2 separate regions of the Hordeum vulgare genome follow, and region 2 is linked to region 1. The links are chromatin contacts, called in public Hi-C maps. All regions are on one chromosome and are shown on one strand. Each heading gives the region's core, a stretch centred on a gene start, on an enhancer-like site or on the middle of the called end of the contact. The rest is flanking DNA. Distances are from core to core; before and after follow the strand shown. Region 1 has its middle 150 kb from the start of LOC123433161. Region 2 holds the start of LOC123433193 (calcium uniporter protein 2, mitochondrial-like).

Evidence for each region. A called contact is a pair of places that touch in the nucleus more often than the background predicts.
Region 2: a Hi-C map of leaf shows a contact between it and region 1, with 6 times the contacts expected there. The contact joins the promoter of LOC123433193 here to the enhancer-like site in region 1. A contact is called at or near these places in 2 of 6 Hi-C or Micro-C datasets (leaf and seedling) and 1 of 1 datasets of contacts at active chromatin or transcription factors (embryo).

Annotation. Positions count from the first base shown.
Region 1 is chr1H:311,851,055-311,856,328 of MorexV3_pseudomolecules_assembly, reverse strand. No RefSeq gene overlaps it. Among protein-coding and RNA genes, the nearest start is that of LOC123433161, 150 kb to the right of the region's middle. Within about 2 kb of position 2,903, at least 2 of the 3 cell types and tissues checked have open chromatin away from gene starts, as enhancers often do. A contact at or near this core is called in leaf, where this site is marked.
Region 2 is chr1H:312,145,194-312,150,467 of MorexV3_pseudomolecules_assembly, reverse strand. It overlaps LOC123433193 (calcium uniporter protein 2, mitochondrial-like), which reads right to left and starts at 2,083. Exons shown (of 2, transcript XM_045115438.1): 1 at 1,409-2,083. The coding sequence starts at 1,906.

The sequences.
Region 1 (5,274 bases), core at 1,654-4,153:
CGTTGCCTGAAAACATTTTGTGTCCCAATGAGTAAGTACCTTTGGTTGTAACCTTTTGTCATGTACCAGTTTTAGAAAAAAACGCACACCACCTTGATTATGAGTGGTTTGCCCTGCAGCTGGTGTAGGTTGCATCACTTGACTATTATCATCAAAATGCGCTATATCTGAAACTATAGGAGAGGGCCAAAATGAAGAAGAAAGTCAAACCTGATAATTTAGCACCATTAGTAAGTCACAGAAGTAACCTCTTTTTTAAAAGAATCTTCTTGGAGACGTAGGTTGAGTTGTGGGTTCTCTACCACTTCCATTTGTGTGACTCTTACTTGTCCAGACTTTCGTTGCATCTGGTATGCATCATTTCTGTGCAACCAATCGGATTCGTCGCCACCATAAATATTCTCGTTTTCGTCTAGAAGCTCTCTGGAATTTGGTACTGCACCACCTGCACATGTTATGTTAGCCAGTTGTGTGACTGCTGATTGTCCGGTAGCCATGACTTGTGTTACAAGGTTACTGCCATCAAGGTCGACAACATTATGCTTTTTCACGGGCCTGTCGTTGTCGCTTTAATATTTCCTCTCTATTCTATGCATACCGCTCACGTTCAATGCGGTTCTTAATATCACTACGGTCTGAATAGACAAAGAATAGATCGTTATATAACAATACATATGGGCCTTATATCATGTAGTTGATGGTCATTACCTTCTGATACAGTCAGCTGTGCGTTTGCCCAACTGATCTCAGCAGCGGCAATCTTCTTCTGTTTATAGGCCTCACGTCGTCTCTTATTAATCTCATCCCTATTCTGTTCATACCGCTCTCTATCCCTCTGCCTTTTAACTTCTTTAGGGTCTGTAATAAATGAGACAATTTAGCAGTCGAGCAACAAAATAAAAATATACTGATTAGGTACTGATCATCACCCAACGATTGGGAGTTGCTTATATCCTGGAACGGGGTGAGCGTCCCGTTGGGAGTGGTTGGTGTCGTACGAACTCCGCCAACTCTGTTAATGTGAAAAATGTCATCATACCATTGTACAGGAAGGTATAGAGTTTCATGTTCAACTACATCCTACTATTTACCATCAAAGTTTTCTTGTTCTGCGTATGGAACCATTTGAATTCAGTTTGCATCAATTATTTAGAACAATGGATCATGATGTAGTTGTTATGATAATTTGCAGAAACACAACCAGATCAATCAAACCAATCGATGGATCACAATGCAGAGAGAAGGCAACACCTTATACGGCGTACAGCTTGTCGTCGCAGCCGTGGACGGGTGCCTCGGCGGCAGAGAGAAGGCAGCACCTTATACGGCGTACAGCTTGTCGTCGCGGCCGTGGACGGGTGCCTCGGCGGGTGCAGCTCTATTGGTGAAGAGCTCGTCGTCGCGGCCGTTGGCGGATGCGTCGGCAGTTGCAGCTTTGTTGGTGGATGCGTCGACGGCTGCGCAGGGCAGCGATGACACACGAACTGCTGGACGTCTGGTCGGCAACGTTGAACGGGGGCAGATTGATATGATTTCCCTTAATTTAGTATATCTCTTGTTTGTTTCCGTATAAGGTGCTGGACGTGAACGGGGAAGATTGATATGACTTCCCCTAATTTAGCATATCTGGTTTTTGTTTCCGTACAAGGTGCTGGACGCTGGACGTGCTTTTTCATTTTGAGCTGTGTTTTTTTTGTTGTGTGTTCCGGTTGTGGCAGAGTTTTCGTCCGTTTTAAAATATGCTAAACGTATATTTAAGGTGGGCTTGGCACAATCTTGATGGTTAGATGTAATTAAAAGATCTGATGAGAAGGTTGTAATTCCTCTGCGGGAAATTGTGTAGCTTTGGCTGGGGTGACGTAGCGATGAATACGTTGGACTGTTTATTAATAGTATAGATTAAACCGTCCGTCCAAACATTTGAGACAAATTTGAAGCGTCGGGATGTAGATGCCCTTATCATGCGCAGCATATGTTGTTTGATGGGAAGATTTCCCGTAAGATCCGGGCACTATTGTTGCAATTATGTTTCCTCAGCGGAATATTCCTTGTCACATGGATATGCTACAACGCTACCAAAGTAGCAAAGGCGTCTAACAAGCGCTCATTCAAGGAACCAACGATTGTATGCTAGTAAAACTCCCTGGGACTGCTAAAATGTACCCACAAAGTACAACAGACAACCTTTCTGCCGTGCAGTTTAATACACATAATTTATTTCCACCAACAGCAGACCGTACGTTGGAGATCCCATTAGCACATCTTCTCGTGGTGCAACGAGACAAGAACAGGGCATATCCGCATACGCACATGGCACCGAGGACGAGGAGACCTCCATGCGTGGAGTCCGTGTAGATTCGGCCTGTCTTCTTCGTTGCTGCTTCCCTGAACCATCTCCTTCACCCAGACACGGTGGTTTGGGAGAGCTAAAATTTTCATTTGGATTGAAAAACATATACTAGTTCTCTTCAATTACAATTATTTAGCTATAAAGAAAATATTACACATGGCTAGTTCTCTCCAACTACGTACAGAGGGAGAGTATTACACATGGAGATTACGCGAGGAACATCTCCTATATTCACATGGGAAACGAGATGTTGCGTCTTGGAAAATTCTTACAAATTACACAAAGCAAAATCTGTCCACGACTAGCTAGCATGGGCTCGGAATCCGCACTCCAACTTGTGAAGATTAATTAGAGCAGCAGGCAGGTGGGCACCAGCTGCTACCGACGGACAAGCTGACCACCGATTTGGCACGGGAAGTGGCAGAATTTGGACACGTTCGTTTTCCACTTTACGACTCGTAAGCAATTCGTTTCCCGACAAGTTATGAGCACATGTAGATACGCTCTCTCACGGTGATCGCGAGTTGGGTGAAGAGCGGTGCCGTGCGTGATGCTTCGGCAGCCAGCGTCACGTTTGGAAGTGTGCTGAACTACGTGTGAGAAAGATGGGCTCCATGGACGCATGCATCTAGAAAGCTCCATGGATGTGATGCCGATGTTTTGACCAGGGCACGAACCTGGTTCGTACGTAAAGTATAGCTCTATTTAGCGTTACAGTGACTTCTGGTTTTTTACTAGTACTTGATTGAGGTACTCTGCTTAGCACTAGTGACTTCGTTTTTCTTCCTCCTATAGGCGCGGCGGCATATTAGAGGAGGATTTCTGCCAAATTACTCCATTCGACGGTGCACGGGATACCACTTGGCAAGAGCGGTAAGCTATATCAAAAGCAAAGACGGTGCACAGAATGCATTTGTGAAAGCCTGGTACTAGATCATTGCAGTTCATCAAGGCAAACGTGTGGCCAACCCAGCCTCCAGCGCGCCCGATACGATCGTCCGAGAGGTTCGTGCTTCACGTGAAGTGTGCGTGTACCAGCAACACAGCGACAGGTGCGTTGAGTGCGAAGGGGCGGGAGGCTTCCGTGCGCCGTGACATCGCCCACCAAACTTTGTTGTGAATGGAAAGATCGGGCGAGAGCAAATGCATGTCCTTCATGGAACTCTGATGTCGCGGCATATGCCGCTTTCTCGCTAAACCAAAATCTTCCACGATGAAGTTCTGCGGACGTTAGGCATCTTTGGACACTGCTAGCAGCTCAAGATCACTCTAACCTAATACGATTGTCTTCTAATCTTCCTGATCCGGATATAGGATATCTACCGTTTTACTTTTTTTTAAACACGATACACACGCAACGTATGTATACACGTGCATAAGAACATCTCTAACAGATCTCGTATAAAGCTGATCCGTAAAAATTGTTTACAGTTCGCGGAAACATTATTTTGCGAGCCGGCGTGGGCGGCGGCTGAACACACTCCGTAAAACGGACCCCTGTAAAACGGCTCGGTCCGTTTTATACGGGTCCGTGTTACGGTTATTTTCATTACATTTTCACACATGAAAACACATTTCTTTATTTTCTTCAAAGGCAATTGGACACATCATAATTCATCAAATCTTTGCTAAAACAACAAGATCAAAGAAAACAAAAATCATAATTAGGCATTTTAAAAGATATTCAACTTTCATAAGTGCTCCCACTAGTTGGATGCACATCTTCTCCCTGCATTCATTGTTGATTTGGGGATTCTTCATCTTGCATTCTTCATTTTTCAGCTTTGATTCTAAAGAACTAGACGTTGCTTCCCCTCTAAATTTTTTTTCTAATTGCACATGCAATTGCATCGTTAGCCTCAATTATACTAAGGAGTGCACGAACATCTATTAAGTTTCTTTCTATCAATAAATCAATGTATTCTTATTCCCGATACCAAAATGGCATCCACCTTCCTACACAGATGAACACCTTAATAAGCTATCGAAATTTAACCAAATAAGTTGACAAAGCCGAAGAGGAAGAAGAGCATACCCCGTCGTTATTGCATATGAAGAATACACATCCGAGGTTCTCCCGTGTGCTCGATGTGAGCCGCATCACTGTTTCTAGGCAGTTGTCGCACTGTATGAGCGGCATCGGCAAGCTAGCGAGCCGCTGCGCGACCATCGTGCCCTGGCGACGGTCGGAAGAGTCCTTACCGGCAAACGACGTTGGCGACTAGAGGATGAACCAGTAACTGCATGCAGTGCTGACGCTTTGCGGGGGCTGTGCGGGGTGCTCCCCAACCAATCCACGGCTTTGGCGCAGCCGCCGGTGGTCGAAAAAGCCAAAACCGATGGTCGCGACAAAACAACTGCCGATCTGCAACTTCCCGGCCCGCTGGCACTAGGGGCTTGGGGGAGATCGATCTAGGGCCTGCCGCGGTGTCACGCCCAAGATGCGAACTTATCCTCAATTTGGCACGAGGGCCTCGTCAGGGATAGAAGCGCATCTCGTCGCTTTCCAAGAATGGATATCGTTACAAGTACATGTACTGAATAGAAGAGATATATATATATAAAGAATTGGCTTACACTCGCCACAAGCTACATCAGAGTCACAGCAGTACAATACATAATCATCATGAAGAAGAGCAGGGTCCGACTACGGACGAAAACAAACGAGAAAAGAAGTACGACGTCCATCCTTGCTATCCCATGCTGCCGGCCTCGAACCCATCCTAGATCGATGAAGAAGAAGAAGAAGAAGAAGCAACTCCAAATGAACAACCTACACGCTCGTGTCAAGTTACCTTTACCTGTACCTGCGACTGGTGTTGTAGTAACCTGTGAGCCACAGGGGACTCAGCAATCTCATTTCCAAAGGTATCAAGACTAGCAAAGCTTAATGGGTGAGGTATGGTTAAGTGGTGAGGTTGCAG
Region 2 (5,274 bases), core at 834-3,333, 290 kb before region 1:
TTCCTAAACTTTGTTTAGGTCCACCCAAAACTTTTTGGGAGAGAAGGTCACGAAGATAAGAGAAGTAGATTTGTCATTGACTTGTTAGCCCTGCATTAGTCTCCTATTTTTCAAATGGGATGGGATGCAGCTTATCTATTCAGCAGGAAATAAGAACACCATTTTTTTGGTACTTCATATCTCATGAAAACAAATAGCATTCACAAGATTAATTTTACACTGTTGCAGTTAAGATGCAGGTTAAAATCTCCAAACAAAATTGATATTTTTGCAAGTAAATAGCTTTTACCCTAACAAACGAACGGAACCAGTGACGACAAGGAGACCACATGATGGGCCATTCCGGTGTCACGATTGCCAAAAAGGGATGATCTCATGGACACAACAGGCACTACTTCTTATGCAAATGGTAGTAGCACTACTTCATCTTCCACTATGTGACTAACTAAATCGTTGGCATGCATGACATGATCAAAGGTAAATCAAACCACCCCCACCACGGACATATGACTGTACTGTAGATTTGAATCTTCTACTATGCAATTCAAACAGCAGATTCATACTGTCAATTACTACTTATTACTGCCATCTAATTGTAGACCGGAAAACAGCTAGTGGAATGGTCCTTCACTAATGTGTCTTTTAAACTATAGAGTAGAAAACCTGGTGAAGTACTTCAGTATGAACATCTATATGACTATGAATGGTAATGATGAAGTTGAAAATATGTGCTCAAACAATAGTAGGGTTGATGGCCCCATTCCAATTCCCAAAATAATGGAGCCATTACCATCAGCATGGTGACTAGATGCCAACCAATCTGAATATAGAGAATAATCATGCATGTTCTTTTTTGGGTGCTGAGTGGCAGCTAGGTTCTCCTCATGTTCATTCATCGGAGATAGTTTTTTTAGCAAGAGTGTCTGTTTTGTTTCTTCCCTCCTCAGATTTAGATCGAGGGGTAGAAATTAGATTTGTAGTTTTCCTCCTGGTTTTGAGAGAAGAAAAGGAAACTCCCATCTTGGAACGGAACGGGACGGGACGGGGGGATAAAATCCCCCAAACTTTTGGTGTCACAACTGCTCTATTGTTTTAGAACACCGCCGTTTCTTTGGTTCATTTCCTGTTGGGAGAAACATGCAAAACACGCGAAAAATCTCATCAGATCTCTAGCCTTGTGAAATCGGTACCCGGTGACCCGGATTAAAAATGAAGAGTAGAACAGGAGAAGAACAGAGCAACCAACGTTTCTGTTTTTTTTCGTCTGTAAAAGACGGTAACTGCAAGGCAAAGCTAGAGCACAAAGGTTGGGGATGGATCAAGCAACATTTAGACAGACAGGCCATTGATTAGATTTGATTTGAGGTATTGAAATGGGAGGCGGGGAGGAAGAGGGGAGGGGCCGTACCATTTCGGGCCTGAGGAAGACGGTCCTGCCGAGCACGATGACGGATCCGGACTCGTCGAGCGCGCGCGCGACGGAGGGCCCGTCGTCGGCCCCCGCGGCGTCGCAGCAGAGGCGCAGGAACTCGGCGTGGGTGACGGTGCCCTCGCGGGAGGCCCGCACCCGCGCGCGCGCCGCCTCCATCTGCGTGGCGCGCAGCACCTTCCGGGCCTCCTCCACCGTGAGGCTGGCCACGACCGTCGCGGCCTCCCTGGGAGTGGGAGGATGCGGGCGGGGCGGGGCGGGCGGCACGAGGCCGTCGAGGTTGATGCGCGGGAAGGAGACGCCGAGGTGGTCGCGGATCCGGTCGGCCAGGGGCATGAATCCCACGTCCGGGGGCACGGCGGGGCGGAAGGCCGGGCGCTGCTCCTGCATGAAGCGGCGCGGCGTCCCGTAGGCCTGCCGCGGGGCCGCCGCCGCCGCGAAGCGCTGCGCCACGGCCCTCCTCAGCGCGGCCGCCATTGGTCTGATCTGATGTGTATGTGCGGTGCGCTGCGCTGCTTGCTCCGGACCCGACGAGCGGGTGGAGAAGGAGAAGAGAGGAAGGGGAGTGGAATCGAGCGGAAGGTAGGGTTAATCGGGTCGGGGTCGGGGACGGGGCGGTTGATATGATTTGTGGTGGAAGGAATGGTGGGGCGTGGGCGGCTATTTATACCCCCGCCGCTTGCGTCCCCGCTGTTCGAGCCAGGCTGCGGCTCGCCCACGCCAACGCTGCGCCACCCGACCCCGACTTCCCGTCGCTTGTAGGAGTAAATCTTTGGCACTGGAGTTTTCTTTAAAATCTGCCCATTTTAACTACGAAGTTTGCGGCCATTTGACTCGACGCGTTGGCGGTCGTCCTTCCTAGTTTTTCTTCCTTTCGGTTCTTCCCTTCTGTCTCTCCGGCGGCATTGGGAAAATGACACCTTCGAGCCTTCGACACACACCATCTCCGAAGGGTTTTTTTTTCTTCTGTTCTACACAAAGAAAACTTGTTGTTTATTTTACAAGATGATGCGTTAGACTACTCGATCGACGCACATAGTGGAGTGACGAGTACAGTACGTTTGAAGACCGGCTCGCAACATAGCAGCCACAGGCGGCTATGGCCTATGGGTACACCAAAAACTATCAGAGACTCTCTTTTTCAACGTCGAAAAACGTCAACCACTCGGGCCTCCATGTCAAAAACTATCCACCAGTTTACTAGCTAACACTGAGTACTTACTGGTGCCCCCCGCAAGAAAAAAAAATGTAGTTACTAGTGTCATTTTGCTCGAAATAGCGTTTCCTAGCTACGTATTCTCCCATACGTTCATCGTGCCGTGCGTTTCCTCCTCCTCCTCCTCCTCCTCTAACAGAATGCAGTGCGTTGTACAACGGCCAGCGAGCAAACGTGTATGGGGTGCTGGTTTGGCACCGAGTAGTTTTTTTTGGATTGTCGTTATGGCGTCCCTATTTTCGTAGCACCAGCGTCTGCACGTTTTGGTGCCTCTTTGGCATCAACAGCGTGTAGCTTTTTTATATATGAGTACATAATATCAGCTCGCTGAATATCGAGGCGAGTGAGGTCATTGGCGGTTTGTACTCCCACGTGAAAGACTTTTCTATACAAGAAAAATATGTGCTCTCCAACGTGTTTTTTTTTCTTAAGATAAATAGTGTGCTCCAACGTGTTGCACGAGTCGGTTACAGGGTTTATTGCTTTTTGGGAGATTATAATTCCATCAAATACCAACGCACTGATCAAAGGGTACAGCTATATAGAAATTGAAAAACTTATTACGTAATGGGTCCTATGTAAGTTTTGCGTCTTAGATTATGCCTCCAGACTCTGCTCGGATAAGCATGGATCAGATCGCCAAATCGATGTGGAGTGTGAGGAGAATAATTGCAATAAAGTTTTGCTTCTTTTGCGAGACAAAAGATAGTCGTAGCCACACAGCTAGTGCTACATAGTATTAATCGGAAAATGAAAAGGTCTTGGGAGCACCTCATTTCCATTTGATCTCTTTTCTTGGAGATAATATTTATCCGTGATTTAATATTGACTCATACAAACATGAAAATTACATTCACGAGATTGCATGTATCAAACAATCCTAACAAATACTAGTAGTTGTGTGCGTCCGCCATTCATTCTGATGGCAGTAGTGGTCATTCGAAGATACAGTGATATTGATTATGTAAAAAAAATACAGTTGTCCTTTTTGTGAAAAAGAGAAAAAAAAGAAGAATCTTAGACACATATGTACCCCCTCCATTTCTTTTCATTCTGCAGATAAGTTTTGTTTAAAGTTTGGCCAACTTAGAGCATCTCTAAGAGACCTCGTCGAAACTGTAAAATTTCGATGATTATACGGGTTTGGGCTGTTTTTTTTGTATCAGATCAGGTACTGTAAACGCGACCCGGCCCATAAATATTTTGCGGCGGCCCGTAAACGCGTTCGCTCGACCGTTATATCTGCGGGTTCGGCCGTTGGATGCTGGTCGGAACCCTATCCCTCCGTCGCGCGAAAAGTCCCCTCGCCTCACCGCCGGCGCGTCAGATCCGCCTCGCGCGCCTCCATTCCGCCGCCTAGCCGCTCCATTCCACCGTCGAAGATGGCTAACTCCGGCGGCCGTAGCAACGACGGCCCCGAGAGGGCTCGTCGCGTCAAATCCGACGCCGTCCGAAAGCACGCCGCCGGTCGGTACACGTAATGGGGCATGACGTCGCCGCCGTTGCTCCTCCATCACGAGACAGAGGAGTACGACCGCGCACGCGGCCGCCTCTTCTGCGACAGCTCCTCCAAGGCGTCGAGCTCGCGCTCCTCCCACCCAGAGGTCAAGAGGGAGCTAGAGGAGCTCCCGTCGATGAAGATGGAGCCGAAGGCCAAGGCAGTGCCGCAGCAACCTACCTGGGGCGTCGTCGGACCGGAGGACTTCCTTCCCCTGGTCGAGGCGGGCAGCCTTTTTGCCCGCGCTGCTGGCGCGGAGTGCGCGGGAGGCGGAAGAGGACTGACAGCACCGTCGGAGGAAGGAGGAAATCGACACTGTGCTCTACGAGCAGGGTGTCGCGTCGGCCCTCGCCTTCAGCCACAAGGTGGAGGAGTGGCGCCGCGAAGCCACTGCACAAGAGCGCATCTACGTCGAGCTCTCCTCCGACGAGGACGACGACTGAGCGCTGCCGCATGTGCTACCGCACGAGCTCGACTCCGGTGAGTACAATTTTGCGGTAGGATAGTTAGTAGCTCCGATGATCTCCGGTAGGTTAGCTTACGTGTACCCCCCCCCCCCCCCCCCCCGCCCCAACACACACACCCAGGTAACTGATGAATTCTAAATGTAGGCCCTGTTTGGATCCATGAGTTAGAGTTAGAGTTGGTTAGATTGGACCAATCTAACCCCAAAACATCCAAACAGGAAGGGTTAGAGTTGGTTAGATGCATCTAACCCATTCAAAAAAACTAACCAACCCAAGAGGTGCTTATTTGGGTTTGAGTTGGGTTTGGTCCATAAAAAATTACTTTTCTCTTTACCTCCACCACACCAAATCCTTGATAAAGGAGCCAAATGATTGGAAAAGGTGCATTTATTGACAATCTAACCCTTCCATCCAAACACCTCTTTGGTTAGAGTTAGTTTAGGGTTAGTCCAGGGTTAGAATCTAACTCTAACCTCTAACCGAGTTAGAGTATCCAAACAGGGCCGTAGTATGTATGATTGTGTACTAAGTAATGAACTCTGAACGAGTGTGGTTTCATAAAGGGGGTCTGTTCTGCGGCGAAAGATTTTGCTTCGCAAAACCGAGCTTCGTGGAACGGTAAACAGCTTTTTTAGATTACAAATATGTGGGGTCCGATAGAGAT